Linked DNA regions of Mus musculus: region 2 is linked to region 1. The links are chromatin contacts, called in public HiChIP or PLAC-seq maps. All regions are on one chromosome and are shown on one strand. Each heading gives the region's core, a stretch centred on a gene start, on an enhancer-like site or on the middle of the called end of the contact. The rest is flanking DNA. Distances are from core to core; before and after follow the strand shown.

Region 1 (3,751 bases), core at 512-3,011:
GTGTGTGTGTGTGTGTGTGTGTGTGTAGTGTTGAGATTCTGGCATCTGTTGCTGTCTCTTGGGTCCCTCACCATTCCCTAGCATTGTCCTTTGCCTTCCTGATTCCTTGCAGTGTAGAGGGTGGCACCCAGGGCTCCTGCATCCTGGGCAAGTGTTCTACCTCAGAGCTATATCCCCAGCCCTGGAGTTATTTTTCTGCTGCCCAACTGTGCCAGGTATCTAATGTGTAGAGGCTGCAGACAGTGTTTCTGTGGTACGGAGGATCAAACCCAGGGCCTTGTGTGTGTTAGACAAGCATTCTCCCAACCGAGTCACATTCCTGTTGTATATATATTTTATATGACCAGCTTTCATGGGTAAAGGGTTTTATGGCCAAGAAAATATGAGATTCTGAAGGTTCTGGATTTTGCCCTTCAGAAAAAGACTGTACATGGCAGGCTGCCTTCGAGGTGATTTCCTGGGCACTGACAGGTGCATGACATATCTGTGAGAAATACTAGTCTCCCAGCAGGTAGCAGGCCACTGTGGTCACTGCCTTAGAGTAAATGGTGACCCTCTAGTCAGAGCTTTAGCCTGTAAGTTCTCCAGGCCTGCTCTGTGAAATTGTAGTGGTACATTCTAACCCAGTAATCACTCAGACAATACTGCCAACAGGGACAAGGAGTTAGCAGAGCCTGTGGCTGGGAGGGTCTCTCCTCCCACAAGACCAGCCCAAATATCCAAAGCCCGCCTCTTCTCTCCACCTTCCCTCTCCAACCCTGGTCCTCCCTACCAGAAGCCCACACTTGCCTCTCTCCTGGCCTCCCTAAACCCAGCACCCACATTCTGCAGTGTTCATATGAGACACAAATGACTAAGCCCCACTTCACCTCGCCAGGCCTCACAGAGCAGCATCCAGGTTTCTAGCCCCGTGAGGTAGTGCACATACAGGAATCTCCGCACTAGGGAGGGAGGTGCAGCAGAATCGTTGCAAATTCCAGTTCTGCCTGGTCCACACAGCAAGTCTCAGGCCAACCAGGGCTACACAGTGAGACCCCGTCTCAAACAAGAGCAAAAACAACAGCCCCCCTCTGCCATCTACTAACCTGACCCCCTCTCCCTCTTACCTCAGCAACGTTGGTCCATAGCTTCAAGACCCTTCTTGTTCTCTCTGCCTGGGTGGCTTTTCTGCCACAGCTCCAAAACCCACTGTGGGGACTGCCGAGAACCATCTGGCTCGGAGGTTGAGAGCACTGGTTGCTCTTCCAGAGGACCTGGATTCCGTTCCCAGCACAAACAGCTCACAACCTTCCATAACTCCAGCACCCCAATCTCCTCTAACCCAATGGAACACATCCTTCACAAATATACATACACGCAGGTAAAATCACTCAGATCCATAAAGACAAACAAGCAAGCAAGCATTGCTGTGAGCTGAGGCCATTAAACCCCGTGAAACCAGTAGACAAGGACAGATTGGGAGGAAGACATAAAAGCTGGGGACAAGGGTGTATGGCTGGAGGAGGCACTTCAACTGCTTGGACTGTGTGCCATGTGAATACTCAAATCATAATAAATGAATCATACCATAAGGATTTCCTTGGTGAGTTTGCATCTTAAGAGTCCCCTGAAGGACTGTATGCTGAAGACTTGGTGGCCAGCCTGGGTCCTTGGAGCTGGTGAAAGAAACCTTGAGGAAGTGGGGCCGAGTCTAGGGAGGAGAGTGGTGTGAGGAACTCAAGAGAGCCAATGGGAGTTGAGATAAGAGAGCCAAGCCACGAGGCAGTCAAGAGTGGGCTCTTACACAATGAGGGAGATGAGGGATTTGAGACTGGAGATGGCAAAGGAGTCACCAGGTTGTCCCCAGAGGTCAAATCCAATCCCAACTCTGCTTTTCAAATAATCGGTTTATTTTTATTTTATGTACATTGGTATTTTGGCTGCATGTATGTCTGTGTGAGGGGGTCAGATGTCCTGGAACTGAAGTTACACACGGTTGCAGCCTGCCATATGGGTGCTAGGAATTAATCCTGGGCCCTCTGGAAGAGCAGCTGGTGCTCTTAACCACTGAGCCATCTCTCCAGCCCCAAGTCCCAAGTCTTGGTTTTGTTTGTTTTGGTTTGGGGGTTTTGTTTTGTTTCGTTTTTTGTTTTTCGAGACAGGGTTTCTCTGTGTAGCCCTGGCTGTCCTGGAACTCACTCTATAGAGCCAGGCTGGCCTCGAACTCAGAAATTTGCCTGCCTCTGCCTCCCAAGTGCTGAGATTAAAGGCATATGCGCCACCACGCCCGGCTCCAAGTCCCAACTCTTAATGCAACAGACTCACGGGTTAAGGGTACCTGCGTGTCATTGTAAGCAAACAACCCCCATTCCTTCTCACTCCATGGTGAAGAAGAGAAGGAGGAAGAAGAGGAAGAGGAAGAAGAGGAGGAGGAGGAGAAGCACTCTTGCCCGAGGTCACCCAGCAAAGGAGCCTCATTTTGGTTTTGCGCTGGCTCTAAATGACCACTTCTCAGTCCTCCCACAGCTTCACATCAGATGCCACCCTAGACCCCAGAGGGAAGTGACTCGGAGTTCACACCCCGGAAGCTTGAGCCCTCTTGCCCCTCCCTCATTCCACTTGCCACGGGCGGAGTCTGCCAACTCCAAAGTAAGAGATGACCAAAGCACCCTGCTTGCAAGACTGCATTTTTAAAAAGTGGCGAAGCAATGCCAAGGCGTGTAACAAGATAAGGATGGCGACAGGCTCCTGACAAACCCTGAGCTGCCAGATACTGAGCAACGAATGAGTAAAGCGATTTATGGCCTGTGGGCCCAGCCCTGACAGGAACTGAAGTCGTTAGTGGGAAGATCGGCAGAAAATTCCCATCATCCCCTGCCTGGGGAGAGGCCTGACATCTCCTTTACATATTGGGTGGGGGAATAATTTCTGGGACCACTCCCCATGGGCCACAATGTGCTACCCATCTGGTTGGGTCTGGCATGCTCAGTCTCTTCTTTGCTGAAGAAACACCTGTGAGCGCTAACCATTACACCTGCTCATTTCTTCCCAGGCTTTGGGGAAGAGCGGATGAGGGAAAGCAAGGGAGATAGGGAAAACCTAGCATCAGGAAGACATTTTTCTGTGATTGGGACACCAGTGACTCACAATGTCATGTCACAGGGACCTAGAGAAGGAACCAGGCCTGGACCCTAGGTCCCCAATTTCCAGGGATGGGGGTCTCCCCCTAAACAAGCCTGTCAGAAAAATGTTCCTTAGACCCTCTGAGAATTCCAGCCTGCCCTTCAGTACTTCCAACCCACCCTTAGATGCCAGAGACCCTCCTTAGAGCCCCCATATGGTTTTTATTAAAATGGAGCCTGTATCTCACAGGAGTTGGAACAATATGGAAAAACACAGAGGGCTAAGTTCAAGATGATGACATCGACTCTCCAGAGACTGAGAGAGCTAGCCAAGCTAAGGAAGCAGTTACCGGACTGTCCCATGGGTCCTAGCGCCTCATCTCCAGCCTCTGAGCCAACGTGTGCACTGATGTCACAAAGCTGTACATTTAATAGTGTGAGTTACAATGCTATAGAGACAGTTTAAAAATCCAGAAAAGCAATATTAGACTCTATTGCATCAAATCCTCAGTAACTGTCTAACTACAGCGGAGGGGGCTGAAGAGGTGGCTCTTGGTGAAGGGCACCTGCTATGTTTCCAGAGGATCAGAACTTGGTTCCCAGCATCCATAGTCACCTGGGACTCTAGCTCCAGGAGATCCAACACCCTC
Region 2 (3,751 bases), core at 698-3,197, 56 kb after region 1:
GGGTCTCCTCAGATTGATCGACTACCCGTCTCGGGGGGTCTTTCAGCAAGACCTAATCACCTGAGTTACTCATCACCAAAACTCAGTCTTCCACAGATACACTCTTTTCAGGAAAAAAAAAAAAAAAAAAAAAGCCAGGAAAGTGGCATACTTCTGTAACCGCAGCACTCAGGAGGCTGAGGCAGAAGGATCTGCAGTTCTAGACAGGCTGAGCTAACAGAGTGAAATCCTGCCCCCACCCCCACCCCGCCGCCCCAAGTAATAATAATGTGAAGCATTTTACTAAGACATGCCAGTAGTGGGGACTCACATCTGTAGTTTCGGCACTAGGCTGAGGTAGGAGGATTGCTAAAAGTTCAAGGCCAACCTGGGCTACAACGTAAAACCATATTTCAAAAAAAGTAAAGGCCAAACTTCTTTGCCAGGAGTAACACCTTCCTACAATCCCAATAAGGAGAACTGTGAATGAAAGGCCAGCATGGGATACTCAGGGAGATCTGGTGACCTATCTCAATAAGGCAAAAATTAAACACGTACAAAAGTCCTTTGAAATCTTTAATCCAGACTGGACTGGAGGTGTAGCTGGAGGAGCTCTCAGAGATAAGCTTTGGACAAACAAGGTCCTGGGTGCAATCTTAAACACCCAGAATGACCAAAGAGATTGCCTAAAAAATAAAGGCATACAGTGGGTATCTGCATGATTTGGCTCCCTGATATTCTGTCCCCCTTTTTTGGCGTGGGATGGGAGATGGGGGTGGATAGTGGCAATTGGAGACTAAACCCACAGCCTCTAAAAACCTACCCATAAACTGTAATTTGCACCTCCCTGTTTTGAGACAGGGTCTCAAAACAAATAACAAATGATCTGCCATGGCCCTCCACAGCCTTTAATTTCGTACTCTTCTCTCATTCCACTCTGGTATCCTAACCCCCTACTGGGTAAAAACTGAATTAACAATATATGCAAGGAGTTTCTAGATATGAACACCTGGATAGGATATTTTCAAATTATGGTTTTAAACCAGGAGGAGAAAAATATACAAGATATCTTCGACATTACTTCTGCCCTGAGACATGCCATTGACATGAGCAGAGCCTGAGTCCTTGGTTCATTACATCAGCTCGGGAAGGAGAAAACAATTAGGCACTGTGGTTCAAGCTACCAAGTTCCTCTGAGGCAGATTTGTTAGATTATTCCTTAGGTTAAAGAGATCCTAAAATTAACTTCTAAAAACGTTTTACCATTGACAAGGGGAATCGGACTAATTTCTTTACTTTATCCTCACAACAGTTCTGGAGGAGAGGAATGCTAGGGTGTTTAATTCGAAAATATTTAGGCCGCGGGGCTTCTAATTAAACGCCTTTTGCTCGCGACCTGCAGCAGGGCTGACTTAAAAGCCCCGCTCCCAACCCCACTCAGTAGCGCTGGCATATGCCGAACTATGAAGAAAAATGACTACAGTGGCCCTAAATTCCCTGACGCCATCCTCTAGCCACTCAGGAACCCGCGCCGTGGAACCTCGGCGTCGCCTGGCCGCGGGAACCCTGGGTCCGGAAGGCTGGCGGGGGCGGGGCGTCGAAATTGTAAACAATGGCGGTCCGGCCTCCCGCGACCCTCCGCCCACAGCGAGAGCCAGCCGAGCCGCCGCACCCCGACTCCGGGACGACGGCTACCGGGCCTGGACCCTGGGCCTGCCCGCTCCTCTCTGTTAGCCTCAGAGAGTGGAGGGTCCGCCTCGGGCGGCCCGACACCCACCCCCTGCGCGCCTCAGGCCCCGGACGGCCGAGGCCTCGGGACTCACCCAGCTGGCGAGGGAGAAGACGCCGAGGACGGCCCCCATGGTGACGCCGGGGCCGAGACCGACCGCTCCGAGCGGATCCTAACTGCTGACTGAGGCGTCGCCTCAGAAACGCGACGGATCCTCAAGCCGGAAACAGGGCCCGCCCTTCGCAGGACGCCCAGTTTACGTCATTGGGTGGCCCCGCCCACGGAGGGGGAGAAGGCGGAGCCTAAGACTGCTGGGGTGGCAGAGGACGTAGAGGGTTCGTGGCATACAACTCCGGGCTCGCTTGGGGCGCTGGTGGTCAGAGGCAACATAAAGGTGCAGAAAGACAGCATGTTCCCTACGAACTGCACTTATCCTCGGAAGAAGCTACATCCGAATTAAATAAAGATCCTACAGACTGTTAAGTCGTGGCTGGGCAGTACTTTGTGATTATTGAGAGATGGAATGTTGGCAAACTCAGAGGCAAACAGGCTATGTTGGGCCATTCAATAATCAGTTAGCATCTGTAATCCCAGAACTAAAGAGGATGAGGCTGGAGGATCAGGAGTTCAAAACTATCCTGTGCTACATAGAGTTTCAGACGAACAAAAAAGCCACTCTTCTTACCCCACACCCTACCGGAAACTTCTCCAGCCTTGTCTCCCCTTCCCCTTTCCCCCTTCCTCTTTTCCCCTGCCCCCCTTTCCCCCTGCCCCCTCCCTCCGCGGGGGTCAGTCTGCTGGCCAGGTTCAGCTCACTACTTTCCCTGTCCTAGACTCTTCCCGATGCCTCTGGCTGTACTCGTTCTCATATCTATAATAAAAATTTTCTCCTCAGCCATACCTTGGAGCAGTCATGTCCTCATTTTGTTGGGAACAAGCAAAAGAAACTTATGCTAAGTACTACCGTTTTCGTTTTCTAAATTCAAGGTCTCAGGCCCTGGGGGAGCTGGGGACTTTACCAACAGCTCAGCAACCTCGGTTGAAAACAATTGTCTGAGTCCAGATATTTCAGGGACAACTTCCCCTCCTTGAAGGCCGGGCCAAACAAGGTCCTGCTCCGAATGCCTACCCCACTTGTCCAAATGTTTTCTTGTCTGTTAACCAGTAAAGAATATAGAAACTACTGTTATCTGAGCCAACATGCATAAGTTATAAAAACCTATAACCATTGCCTGTTATGCACTAATTGACTACATGCAGCTCGCCCACTCCTCTGTTCCCTTATCATTCTAAAATTCCGGGCCAGAGTCCAGAAGACTTGACTCCAAGAGCTGAATTAATGACCTTGAAGCCAGGTGCCCAGGATACAGCCCAGTCTCCAATAGGTACCCATAATATCAAAATACAATTAGATAATACTGAGGCTCCCCACTACCCCCTGCTTTGGGTTCCCATCCCTTAAAAATGTACAGATCCCAGCCAGGCGGTGGTGGTGCACGCCTTTAATCCCAGCACTTGGGAGGCAGGGGCAGGAGGATTTCTGAGTTTGAGGCCAGCCTGGTCTACAGAGTGAGTTCCAGGACAGCCAGGGCTACACTGAGAAACCCTGTCTCGAAAAACCAAAAAAAAAAAAAAAAAAAAAAAAAAAAAAAAAAAAAGTACAGATCCCAAACTGGCCGGCTCCCTGCATGCTTAGAAAATAAAGCTTTCAGTTTTAAGCTTATCTCTGGAAATGAGTTTTCTTTTTTCTGGCTTCCACCCAGAAACCAACAATTTCACTCAATAAGTAATATGAGATGGTATATACAGGAGGATTTTTTTTTCAGTAGAAGTTTATTCAAGGGCTGAGGATTGTAGTTCAATTGGTAGAGTGCTTGTCTAGTATTTGAACTCCACCTCTACGTAAGCCAGGCCTGGTGACCAATATACACCTTGTACTTGGCCTGAAGCGGTCGGAGGATAAGAAGGTCAAGGTTGGGCTGGGCTTGGTGGTATACACCTAGGATCCTTGTGCTTGGCCTATAGAGGGAGTGGCCAAGCCAT

What was found. HiChIP or PLAC-seq counts read pairs in DNA pulled down with a chosen protein or histone mark.
Region 2: a contact with region 1 is called in an HNF4G HiChIP or PLAC-seq map of pancreatic cancer cells. The contact joins the promoter of Serinc3 here to the enhancer-like site in region 1. A contact is called at or near these places in 6 of 39 promoter capture datasets (the C10 cell line, embryonic stem cells, liver and 2 more), 2 of 15 datasets of contacts at CTCF or cohesin (CD8 T cells and the NIH/3T3 cell line), 3 of 484 Hi-C or Micro-C datasets (CD8 T cells, cardiomyocytes and epidermal suprabasal cells), 7 of 115 datasets of contacts at active chromatin or transcription factors (the SCID.adh cell line, T-cell acute lymphoblastic leukemia, bone marrow-derived macrophages and 3 more) and 3 of 9 other capture datasets (adipose tissue, liver and pancreatic islet).

What each region holds. Positions count from the first base shown.
Region 1 is chr2:163,587,765-163,591,515 of GRCm38.p6, forward strand. No RefSeq gene overlaps it. Among named protein-coding and RNA genes, the nearest start is that of Ttpal, 13 kb to the right of the region's middle. Within about 2 kb of position 1,762, at least 36 of the 459 cell types and tissues checked have an H3K27ac peak or open chromatin away from gene starts, as enhancers often do. A contact at or near this core is called in the NIH/3T3 cell line, bone marrow-derived macrophages and pancreatic cancer cells, where this site is marked.
Region 2 is chr2:163,643,196-163,646,946 of GRCm38.p6, forward strand. It overlaps Serinc3 (serine incorporator 3), which reads right to left and starts at 1,948. Exons shown (of 10, transcript NM_012032.4): 1 at 1,803-1,948. The coding sequence starts at 1,841. 0610039K10Rik (RIKEN cDNA 0610039K10 gene) reads left to right here and starts at 1,655. Exons shown (of 1, transcript NR_028113.1): 1 at 1,655-2,605.